2 separate regions of the Zea mays genome follow, and region 2 is linked to region 1. The links are chromatin contacts, called in public Hi-C maps. All regions are on one chromosome and are shown on one strand. The core of a region is the stretch at or near the end of the contact, and the rest is flanking DNA. Distances in the headings are between cores, read along the strand shown. Region 1 holds the start of LOC100274041. Region 2 holds the start of LOC100284837 (2-methylene-furan-3-one reductase).

Region 1 (6,223 bases), core at 3,698-6,197:
GCTCAAGAGATGGTGTCAACCATAGTACACAGATTAGAAGGAATAATATGCAGAGCCCTGTGAGTAAGAAGTGGTACAAACCAAAGTATCAAGTTTGTGCTGTTCATATGCAGCATAAACCTCCTCAATGTACTCTCTGAAGCCAAGATCCTGATTTAGGAAGAATTATTATGATAAGTCAAGGGAACTCACATGTTTGATTAGTAATATTTACAGCCTCAATTTAAACAAATACTCCCGATATCCCAAGTTAGAATTCGTTTTAGCCTTTTAATAGATTCATACAATAATAGATATGTGTCTAGATTCATCATCATCCATTTAAATATACGCATAAAAACCAAGAGCTAAAACAAATACTAATTTGGGAGCGTCTGACACTAGGTCTGCCTAATAAAAGTTCACCAAGAACCCCCAAAACCATGAAAGAAAACCTCATAGCTAACCCTTTGTCTACCTGAAATTATTCTTTGAGAAATCGAACATAAAAATTTACAAGAGAAAATACTCATAAAAACTTATAAGAGAAAATACTAACACTTAGAGCCTTGATAACATGCTCAGGAGCAATCGTTTTTTTCTCTTCTCTGCTGCACACTTCATTCGATTCAGACGAAAGGAGATTGATGAACTCTGAAAATTGGTTTTACAAGTAGTTAGATTAGAAAAAGAGAGACCAAACTCTATGCTTATGATTTTTTTTGTTGAAAGGCTGTGAGAGAGATTCATACAAGAAGTGTAAACAATTTAAATAGAACAAACTATGCAGTTACTTCATTAAGTGTAAAGACTCTAAACAATTTAAATAGAACAAACTATGCAGTTACTTCATTAATTACCTGAATATGGTAGGAGTATATTGGCTTTCTCATGAAGACAGAATATGATATAATATAAACTTGCAAATTTTACCTATGCAAGCTTGAAAACTCCCAGACAAATCAAACAGATAACCATATATGTTACTACAGTCTGCACTGTGCAGTAGGAGTATATTTTTAATGCCGACACTTTGTTTTATTCGGAACTACAACCAGAAATCTCAGTGCTCCAAAATGATATTTCATAAAGGACAACAATTCATGTCAAGCTGTGATACATGTGCAGGTTATGATGGATACATGTGCAGAACCATGTTATTCAAACAGTGATTCTTGCATAGTTGAGAATACAAGTTGTGCCATAGGATGGATGATACTATAGTGGTGTATACTGTATAGCACTATGTCTTACCTACACAGCATTCAACAAGAAGATCCTGTGCATCTCTTGCCACTCGTACATCAGGAGGAAGCATCTCCTTAATTATCTTAAACATTGTTGCTAAAGTGCAAAGCAGAAAGTTCAATCAGCAGTAGAAGATTTTAAACAACTCTGCAAACAAAATGATGTCAACTGCTGATCTGCTCCTATCCAGATTCAATGAACTTTATTCAAATTGCACAGCACTAATTTGGCAAAACATTATATTAGCATAGTTGTAACTCCAAATAATTGTTCATTCACATTTCATGGTACAATATTAATTAATTAAAAGATAATCCATCCAATACTAGTATATAATAATTCCCATCAAACATTCCCAGTATAATCCCTACATTAAAAACATATCAAATTATGAAGCAAAGCCCCCTTTTCCTATGTTATCAGAAACAGCCATACAATTCACAGAAGAACAGATTTCATATACCAAGCCAAGCCACAAAAGAACCAAACCATTACATGATGTAACATTTCCAGCGACGAGTACCATAGTTCAGACTCGAAACCACCAAAACTATACTAAGTTACTAGTCCACTCAGTCCTGTTTGTAAAGCACAGGGGCTCAAATTCTATATACCAAGGAGCGCCAAGAGACCAAGGAATCATATTAAACCAGCGCCAAATGCTGAGCTCCCGTGGTCCTATGCATGCCATGTCGAAGCCTTGTATTGGATCCGTCCAGAGCACACAAGCATACCCCAAGAAACGAACTGTATAGTGCCACATAGTAGTTTGCATGGTGCCATGCAAAGAACAGTTCGGCTCTGTTGAAAAAAAACCTTGGGTGCTAGTTTAGTATGTTACTCATATTACGAAATTAGCCTTTACGTGTTTGATCATGAATGCTAAGTTTGCTGCTTAGTTTGATATGTTACTCATTTTTAGAAAATCAGCATTTACGTGTTTGAATGTAGGACCACAATGTAAACTTATATTCAAGCAAAGATAAAAACCTTGGAAAAGAAGTCAAGCTTTGCAGCGCCAAAGCAAGATCGTGTTCTTCTGAGTCACGTGAATTTGTGTTCTCTTAGCCAAGTGCTTGCTACGGCAAGGTTCTAAAGGGACCTAACAATTGGTATCGGAGTGGCACGGTGGTGGTGACAGAAAGGAGCATGCTAAAGGCAAAAGGATTGTCTAGATGACTCTAGGGTAAGGTTGTATGCACTGTTGTGTACCTTGTTGAACAAGTGCCTGACAAAGAGAGTGGATGGTATTACCTCGTTCAAGGCATGGCATCAGAAGAATCCAAGATGATCTTCATTGTCGATGAGCAAGGATCCAAGACGCCACACATGTCAAAGCTCGAGGATTGTGGACGCAAGATGATCTTCATTGTCGATGAGCAAGGATCCAAGACCTACCGCGCCTATGACCCCATCACAAAGCGTGTTCATGTAACGCTCGATGTGGTGTTCGATGAAAAGGCTCAATGGAACTCAGGCACTCGAAAGATGAAGGTGAAACGTGCAATGGAGGTGACTTCACGGTGGAGTACATCACCTTGATTCGTACTGCTAGCACGATAGAGGCGACCGAAGAACAAGCTGAAGATCATCCTAGTGAGGTGAATGATGTTGAAGCAAGCTCACCACATGGAATCAATGACGAAAATCTAGACGTCGACCATGATGAAGATGCTCCACTCTAGTTCTACAACATCAACGGCATCATCGGCTCAGCTACGCCATGTATTTTTCCACCATGTGTTCTAGTGACAGAGGAATTGTGCAATAACCTCATATGAGCCCTTCTCTTTTGCAGAGGCCGAGCCTCTACCAAGCTGGAGGAATGCAATAATGGAGGATTTGGGTCCACCGAAGAGAATGGCACTTGGTACCTCACCGACCTTACACGGTTACACCCGATCGCAAAGCGATAGGGGTGAAATGGGTGTTCAACATGAAGAGAGACAAGCATGGGATAGTAACTTAACACAAGGTGGAGCTCGTGGCAAAGGGCTATGTGCAACAACACGACGTCAACTACGACGAGATGTTCACGTCGGTGGCCAGGCTTAACTTGGTGTGCCTGCTCATCGCTCTCGCGGCTCATGAGGGATGGCAGGTGCACATGGACGTCAAGACAACATTCTTGAATGGTGACCTACAAGAGAAGGTCTACATGGAGCAGCCAATTGGTTTCGGCATCACCATCAATGAGCACAAGGAAGGTGTTGTACGGGTTGCGTTAAACATCATGACCCTGGAAAGAGAAGTTGGACGACACTCAGATGACGCTTGGCTTCGGGAGGAGCCCATCGGAGCACACCATTTACATTAGGTGAAACGATGATATGCAGCTAGTAATTGTGGTGTACGTCGACGACCTTGTGATCATTGGCTCAAGCTGCAAAGACGTCAAGGTGTTCAAGAGAGAGATGGTGGCTACATTCAAGATGAGTGATCTTGGCTTACTTCGCTATTACCTCAGCATAGAAGTGAAGGACCAAATGGGACGTTGCTCAGTCAAGGGACATATGTAGACAAAGTTTCAGGAATTCCGCTCCAAGATTGGCATGATTGATGCTGGTAGCTCACACCAAAATTCTTAGGAGTGAGGGAAATAAACCTTTGGTGCTAGTTTAGTATGTTACCCATATTAGGAAATTAGCCTTTACGTGTTTGATCATGAGTGTTAAGATTGCTGTGTAGTTTGGTATGTTACTCGTGTTAAAAAACAGCCTTACGTGTTTGATTGTAGGACTGCAATTTACTTTCCATGTAATCTTCCATTGAATCAAAGGAATAGACATTGAAAAGGCAGTCAAGCTTTGCGGCACCAAAGCAAGATCATGTTCTTCTGAGTCACATGAGTTTGTGGTGTTCTCTTGGCCAGTGCTAGCACTACGACAAGGTTCTAAAGGGACCTAACAGGCTCAGGTGACGCATTGATACTCTGTGCTTAATACTCATTGGTTCCCCCATCCACCCTACATAATGGTCTTTTCCCAAAACTCACACACCTTATAAAACCGGATTGGAGCAAGTAACTCCAAGCAAGAGAGCCCAAAGATGCATTTAACGTAACAGTTTAGGCATTACATGACTATGCACACAGACATAAAAGTACCGTCCAATCTTTTAGCATTAAGAAAACATGAATCCCACTAGCAGACAAACAAGAATCCAGGGGCAACAACGTCAGTTATCAACTAGCACCACTATAGTCCATTTTAATTAAAAAGGTCCACTAACCCCTGATTATCAACAAGGCCGCCAGATTTAGCCATCCACAATCCACGAAATTCAAGACTTCGCCACAAGCCCAGGACAACCATCCTACATACGGATGGATTGGAACAGAAATTAAATAGCATTTAGGACAGACCTAACTTTCCTCATAGCATCACTTCAAAATTCAAGCTTCCTAGCGTATCATCTCACAAGATTACTGAAACCAAACCCAGCAAACGAGATAATTCAGACCTAGAAGAACAAGGCCACACACACAACACCCCTAATGGCGTGAAATTTCACATAATAAAAGGTGGCAGAACATGGCTTCTACCGGGGTAACCCGAGGCAGGGAGCTTACATTTGGGGAGGGAGACGTCCTCCTTGGACTTGCCGACGATGTCCATCGGGTCCATCTCCAGGCGCAGCAACGAATCCGCGCGACAGAAGGCGGGCGCGAGGTAGCAAGTGCTCCCCGCGAGCGAATTCGGACGACAATTCGGCTTGCTCGGGCAGAGTGGAATTGAGGGCCTAGGGTTAGGGGGCGCGGTAAGGCGGGTACAAATAGCAGGGGTAAGACTGGCTCCAACAGGCCAGCTATTTGGCAAGGCAAAGCTAATTTAGCTTGTCATGTAGTACTGTACCTGCTCCAATAGCCCAGCTATCCAGCCCAGCCAAATTACATGGGAGGAGAGAGAACCGGCAAATTAGCTGGCCTAGACACTGTCACACCCGGTTTTAGAAGGCAAACCGAATGCGAACCATGTACGTGTCAGGATCAGTTATTCACGTACACAGCAGTTACATAATATGGACATCATCACACAGTGCTCAAAATAGTATTAATAAGGGAAATAGTCGATTACATCATACGTCTGAGACGTCCATATAGTTCTTACAATAAATCAAAGTGCGGAAAAGAAACGTAGATAACCGCGGCCTTCACAGGCAGCCGACTGGGGGTTGCCGCTAACCCACACCTAGAACTCGTCGTAGTCTTGGAACTCCTGGAAGTCTCCTTCCACAACTTCATCTTCGCCTGAGCAGTGGTTGCAATGCTGACAACCTGGGGATGGGGGGGTTTGGTGTGTAGAGCAAGGGTGAGTACACATCAACATACTCAGCAAGTATCCTGTTTGGCTGTAGTGGACTAGCTTTATGTGGGGATAAGTCAAACAGTTGCTTTTAGTTGGTCAGATTATTACTTACTAGTAGAAAGCCAAGTTTTAGCATTAACCCAAGTTATTAACCCGATGTACCCTTTCCAAACGGAAAGAATACCACTTACCAGCACCATAGTCATAACCAGAATCATCGATCTCATAACCACCTGTACCAAAGTATCTCTGATCAAGTACCACTAATCATTGGAGCTCCCTTGGCCGCTCATAACCGTGAGCACGGCTGATATATCAGTTTTCAAACACTCTGCAGAGGTTGTGCACTTTACCCACAAGCCGTGATTCCCATTCTGCCCGGAGAGAGCTACTCCCCATTGACCACTACCTAGGTGGCCTAGCAGGGCATCACTACGTAGCCTTTACAAAGATTCCCCGAGGTTGTAGCCACCCGTTAGGTTTCCTAAATGCACCGCACTCCTCCCCAAGGGGCGAACCCAAACTTGGCAGAGCGAGCCGCATACACCGAGCCCCATTGACGGCACGACGGCTAAGTGAACTACACCCCGGATCCTCTAATTATTCAGCTAAGGGCACCCCATTCTACCCTCATGGTTGCACTGTTTTCCCGGGCGGTCATCCATAGAACAGGTCCTTACGGAGAGGCA
Region 2 (6,485 bases), core at 245-2,744, 190 kb after region 1:
TACATATTTTGGCTTTAAGGACATATTTTGGCTTTAAGGACATATGGCATCGCCTATTCATCCAGTGATGCCAGGATACTTTCCACCCACCTACTCATCATCGATATATTGTCATGTTCAAATGTGGAATGATATAATGATGAACCCGTGGTACACGCATAGTCCATTGGCCTATTCAGAATGGGGCCACCTCCATTCTATACCTTTTGATCCATTGATCAGATGGTCATGATCGAGAAAAGTGCAATCCAAAACGACCTTTATGCATTAGAGCTCTATTGGATGATCACCCTATTGATTTAAAAAGCTGGTGACTTGCATCTGGCGTAGTTCTTACTTTGGGAACAAGACGACTTGTGAGATCTATTGTTTTCCGAAGAGTGCTGGCAGTACATATGCTTTTGATTCGTTAACCTCCACCAAAAGGCAGGGACATATGTTGAACACCTGAATGGACAACCGGACTGTCTGGCCCTATAGGTCGGACTGTCCGCGGTCCGGACGGTCCGCAGTGGCGGCACTCACCGTCCTCGCGTGCGTAGAATCAGTTAGGGTTCCAGATTTCTTGCGGGGTTTGTTAGCAAAACCTGCGGGATTAACTCGGAAAACGACTTGTAACGGGTCCAGAGCTCCCCCTTTATATAGATGAAGGGTTACGGCCGATTGAACCCCCAAAATCGATCCAACAACTCTACTTATCGTTGTACCTTATGCATTAGGAGTAGCCCTAGTTTAGTCCTAGCTTAGCCTTCCTCTACATCGAATCTTCAACTCTCTTCGGCTCTACGTCGACTAGAGAAGTCTTGGATGGTCTGCCGACGCCAAGACACACCCTTGGATCTCTCCTCCCTGACGGGGTCTCTTCCGGTAGGCGAGATATAGGTCTGCTGCGAAGAAGACGACCCTCTGCATCATCGCGGACGTCCGAGACTTAGGCATGGACCATTCGGAAACGTACAGAGGAGGATCCGCTCCTGTGCACATGTCGCGGACCGTCGATCTAGGACCACGGATCGTCCGTGCCTCCATAGAGAGCACCGCCAGACAGTCCATCTCTGGTGTTTGGCGTCGAGATCGGAGAGAGTAATATTTTTTAAAACTCAAAACTGACGTAAAAAAATTTAAATAGCTCAATTAAAAAGTAAAAGAGATCTAAATGGAAGGAAATGTTGGAGAGGAGGTGAAATAGAGGAAAAGTATTTAAGAAAAAATATTTATTTAATATAAATAGAAAGTAGCAATATGGAGGATTTGGGAAGGGGAATCGTTGGGTCTGAACCAAACTACGTGCGTCCCCCTCCATTTCTGCCCCTGTCCGTCCACCGAGCCTGACGGTGTAGTCGTGTAGAGGAGCGGCCATCTGGAGCGCTATCGAACTTTCTACACCCAACACTTTGCCCATCGACGCTGGCAGTGCGACTCGCGCCAATCCAAGCCACAAGTGTCGTCTCCCCGAGCGCTACCCGCCACTCCTGACGGCCGCAAACGGATAACAACAGCCAGTGAAGCAGAGCAGCAGAGAACACCTGCAACGTTCATCCTGCTCCGTTTGCTCATAAGCACAGGCTCTGAACTGAGTTGATCAGAGACGAGCCATCGAGAGAGAGAAAAAAAAAATGCACGCGTTCCTCTCTTCGTCGATCCCGGCCACTTCGTACTCGAGATCATACTTCTTGCCGCGGCCGCCTCAGGCTCCCGTGAAGCTCGTCGTCCCGTCGTCAGCGCCGAGGGTCGCCGCCGGTAGAAGAACAGCTTCGGAAGCTGGTCGGTCGGGACGGTGCGTCGTCGCGGTGTCCGCGTCCTCGTCCCCGGCCACGGCCGCGGTGGCGACGGAGGTGCCCGGGGTGATGAAGGCCTGGGTGTACGACGCGTACGGGGACGCCGGCGTGCTCAAGCTCGACGAGGCCGCGGCTGTGCCGGCCGTGGGCGAGGACCAGGTGCTCGTCAAGGTCGTCGCCGCGGCGCTCAACCCCGTCGATGCCAAGCGGCGGGCCGGCAAGTTCCAGGCCACCGACTCCCCTCTCCCGGTCTGATGATACAGCTATCCTCGTACTCGTATCGTCTTGCAAATTATTGCTTCTGGGAGTGCTGAACCCTCTGCTGTGATACTGCAGACCGTGCCGGGGTACGACTTGTCCGGCGTCGTCGTCAAGGTGGGCAGCCAGGTGAAGAAGTTGAAGGAAGGCGACGAGGTGTACGGCATGGTCAGCGAGAATCCGCTGCAGGGGCCCAAGCAGTCCGGCTCGCTGGCGGAATACACCGCCGTCGAGGAGAAGCTGCTGGCGCTCAAGCCCAAGGGCCTCGACTTCGCGCAGGCCGCCAGCCTGCCGCTAGCCGTCGAGACCGCCAACGAGGGCCTGGAGAGGGCAGGAATATCCGCCGGCAAGTCCGTCCTCATCCTCGGTGGCGCCGGCGGTGTCGGCTCCCTTGCGATCCAGGTACTGTTTGCATGTTGGTGTGGGTACGTACGTACCGAAGACTGAACTCAACCTTGCAATGCTGCTGCCTCTGCTCTTGATGTGGAATGAAGCTAGCGAAGCATGTCTACGGCGCGTCCAAGGTAGCTGCGACGGCCAGCACCAAGAAGATCGAGCTGCTCAAGAGCCTAGGTGCCGATGTCGCCATCGACTACACTAAGGAGAACTTGGAAGAGCTACCGGACAAATACGACATTGTCTTCGACGGAGTCGGTAAGATCACCATCATCAAACACATGCCCAGCACACACAAAAACAAAAATCCGTCACCCACCCTCAGGCCTCGGCTGACATGATCTGCCCTTTGCACCATCGATCCATTCAGGTCAGGGTGACAAAGCTGTCAAGGTAGTGAAGGAAGGCGGCAGCGTGGTGGTTCTCACCGGCGCCGTCAGCCCTCCAGGGTTCCGGTTCGTCGTCACCTCCAACGGCTCCGTCTTGGAGAAGCTCAACCCGTACCTCGAGTCAGGGAAGCTGAAGCCACTCATCGACCCGGAGGGGCCCTTCTCCTTCTCGCAGGTTGTGGAGGCGTTCTCCTACCTTGAGACCGGGAGGGCAACCGGCAAAGTAGTCATCTCTCCCATCCCATGAGAGCTGTAGATTGCAGAGCCTGTTCACTGGCCATTTGCGAGCCGGCCTCCGATTATATCAAGAGTGTCAGTCTAAAATGGAGTTCATTTCAGGTATACAGTCCATGGAATTACAAAGAGGTGTACATTGTGCCCATTGCTGAGACACTTAGCCACGTTCCAGGTTTTGTGTGAACGGGTACATACAGTAAGAAGCCCCTCTGTTGTTACATACATGAGTTTTCTGTAGCTTCGAAAATCGCTGATCCTCGATGACGCCTGGTTCCGCTCGGAGAAGGACGACCGACACGTCTACTGCTTTGGGGACAGTCTGATTGGGCAGATTGCAAATGCCATGCGGCGTGCTGCAAACGCCAATAAAAACCGCTCGTCCTCAGTTAGCGCCCTTTCTATGACCTTAACAACAGATGGGTCCTGCCAATGAGAGATGCCAATCGTATTATAATATGATACTATTGTTGGCTGTAGTAGCTACATAGTCTACTATTCCAAATTATTACCTAAAAACTCATATATGGTTTGATTGGTGAAAATATGAGAGAATGCCTAAATTGCAAAGAAGAACACAGGTGGGAAGTTCAATCGAGACACTGAAGGCAGTGGATTAACATACTTTTATATGTAGCTGGCTTGGAGCAGGACGAATCCGAGCAATGTCGCCAACTCTGATCACATTGTTGACATTCCCATGTTCATCTGTTTCTGTAGGCAACGAAGTCGAATGCCTCCATTGGCCCCCAACTATAAATTTGTAATAGTACCTAAATGAGTATAGGGTTAGTTTCAGTAAACTCAATAACCATCAGCAGCAAAGAGATCAGAAGATGATGGGATAGACAGATGTTGTTTCATAAATATCCACAGCCGTGAAAACAAGCAAGTGGCAACTTACTTTCCATGTCGAAGTCGAACTTCAGCCTCATATCTTGAGCCACCCTTGTGGCTGCACCTTATTTTGTCTTTCCAGTTACTTGTAAAATCTCCAACTAACTCTACATCCTCGCCCTAGAGCCAATGTCACGTGCAAGTTAACCCCCTCAAGTTATTGATTGTCAAGACCATACATGGGGTCTCACACTGACTCGAACAAATTATCTTTTATGCCAAATACTCACTCTTCCGTAATATTTTTTTGTATAAAAGGAACTCACCTCCCTACCACTGTTCCAAATGAAACAAACTGAATGTGTGGGACTACCATCATGCCTTCCATTTTCAACTAAAGCAATAAGATCCCAAGTTGCCCAAACAATTGCAGCTCTGCATCATTAAACGACTTTTTAGTTCTGAAACCGATAACCATAAAAACAACTGTGGCAGCAATCACAGTAAGCAACCACCTCTTTGATTAAGCATCTAACAAGATATATTTTTGCTCAACCATAATTACCTGTCAGGTCTACAAGAGTGCAAACCAGTGATGAACTTGTGAGCAATATGGAGAGGTGTATCTTGAACCCAGTGTAAGTATGATATCACACATGCTGGTGATCTATCATATCCAGTGGTACAAGTCACATATATGCGGTAGTTCTTCCTTATAAGACGCAACAGAAGACCAACACAAAAAGGAAGCTTCTTTCTTAGGTCCAATGAATCAACCTCTCTGAAAACATCCAGCATCAGTAGTTAAATGACAGTCAACTAATAGTAAGGTTAGCAAGCCTATCATGTCTGCAAAACAAGAAAAGATCTCACCAACATTTTACAGAGATCTTTTTTGTTCAAATAATTAATAGGGTGAAGCAGGATGAGCTCAGAATATTGAGAGATAAAGCACTTAAAAGTTAAAACATTAATCCACACAGCAACAAATAGTACACAACACTACAACAACAGTTGCTAAAGTATCACCGACAATGCTCTACAAATAAACAGCAAATTTGAACCTATATAAATTCTACTCTTGTTTGGCACAGGATAACAATTTCCTGAAATTTAAAAGGACACTACAGCTGGTTCAATATAACTATAGTGAAGAACTAGAATCAAACATTCTAAAGTTTATATTCTAGATGGAGGAATTACAGCATACCGTATAGGATAGTTAACCATCAAGATGTTATTCTCACGACAGGAACTGTTGATTATCTCAGAATTGATTCCCCAGTTAATGCGCTCGCTTTCACTTTGGAAATTCAGAACAGCAGTAATACCCTGAAGCCTTTTGAAGTATCAGAAATTTAACTAAACTGTAAGGTAAATGGAAGTATAAATGCAATGCAACAAATCTAAGCATATGTCAGGAACGTACCATAGTTTCTGATAACATCTTCACATCTTTCTCTGTTTGTATACATGACCCAACAAATATTTGTTCTGTTATCTGCGAATATTTATTTAAAACAAATTCCTGAGCTCTTGAAAGCATGCATAGCATTGACACACCCTTTATGGATGTACATGTCTAAAATTATGAACAGAAACAGTAGTCTTCCACTACCTTGCTGTACTGCATACCCAGTGAATGATTATAGTACAGTTCACCTTTAGCACGGTCTAGTGCTTTAATGTACTCTTCCAAAGGAAAGCTACCATGTGCCCACTCAGCATTGTCATCGTCTTCATCAGAATATAAACCAACAATCTCACTTACGCGATTGGCAAGGTTAGTGCTACTCTGATTGAGTCCACCTTTCTCATTGGACAGAAGAGCCCATCCTTGAGAACTTAGCAACCTTGGGGAGAATACAGCAAAACCTAATTTTCCATCCCCAGTAGAAGATTCGTTCATCTTTGTAGACCAAACAGCACTGTTCCAAGAGGCCACAGCAGCTCGTCCTCTGTTAAATAGAATGTGGTAATCTTCATTTTGATGCAACTGATGGATTGGAAAAGGAGCAAATGGTCTCTCAAGGACAAGGCTGCATGGTCCTGACTTGTCCCTCAGCGCAGTCCTGGATACAAGTCAAAGAGAACATATGAATGCCGTTGTGACGTCGGTACTGTAGCAGCACACCCCTCAGGTAGGTTAGATAAAGATAAGGCTAGTTTGAGATAAGATTAGAATTAGAGATAAGATTAGATCTAGTGCTTAGAGGTCAAGTAGTCCTCTCTATATAAGGAGAAGGATTGTATCAATTGAAGGTAAGTAAGAGATTAGAAGGAAATCGCTTCTCTCTTGCCGGCCGTGGGCAAAGCCCTACGATTGGCCTCCCCAACGCCCCATCCTTGCTCTTTGCGCCACGACCCCAGTAGGATCCACAATCCTATCAACCCACCAGATTCTGATCGATAACCCTAGTCGTGGCCCTCTAACCCTCGCAGCCCCGTCCAGCGAACATATCCGCGATCCTAGGAACCACATAACATCAGCCATATGCCACCCATAACAATCTGGTACGGATATGTCAGGGCCTTTGTCCACCATCATCCAGCCGTCGGCCTCCTACGCCACGCTACCAATCTCCACACTGTC

What was found. A called contact is a pair of places that touch in the nucleus more often than the background predicts.
Region 2: a Hi-C map of ear shows a contact between it and region 1, with 5 times the contacts expected there. The contact joins the promoter of LOC100284837 here to the promoter of LOC100274041 in region 1. A contact is called at or near these places in 6 of 25 Hi-C or Micro-C datasets (ear, leaf and tassel).

The regions. Positions count from the first base shown.
Region 1 is chr1:224,270,906-224,277,128 of Zm-B73-REFERENCE-NAM-5.0, forward strand. LOC100274041 reads right to left here and starts at 4,948. Exons shown (of 5, transcript NM_001148422.1): 1 at 4,799-4,948; 2 at 1,234-1,323; 3 at 539-633; 4 at 82-150. The coding sequence starts at 4,853.
Region 2 is chr1:224,463,014-224,469,498 of Zm-B73-REFERENCE-NAM-5.0, forward strand. It overlaps LOC100284837 (2-methylene-furan-3-one reductase), which reads left to right and starts at 1,495. Exons shown (of 4, transcript NM_001157732.2): 1 at 1,495-2,027; 2 at 2,115-2,438; 3 at 2,531-2,690; 4 at 2,803-3,239. The coding sequence starts at 1,617. The coding sequence ends at 3,068. It overlaps LOC103643331 (phosphoglucan phosphatase LSF1, chloroplastic), which reads right to left. Exons shown (of 10, transcript XM_008666489.4): 3 at 5,511-5,964; 4 at 5,322-5,393; 5 at 5,103-5,224; 6 at 4,458-4,673; 7 at 4,219-4,327; 8 at 3,960-4,072; 9 at 3,681-3,828; 10 at 3,091-3,481. The coding sequence ends at 3,359.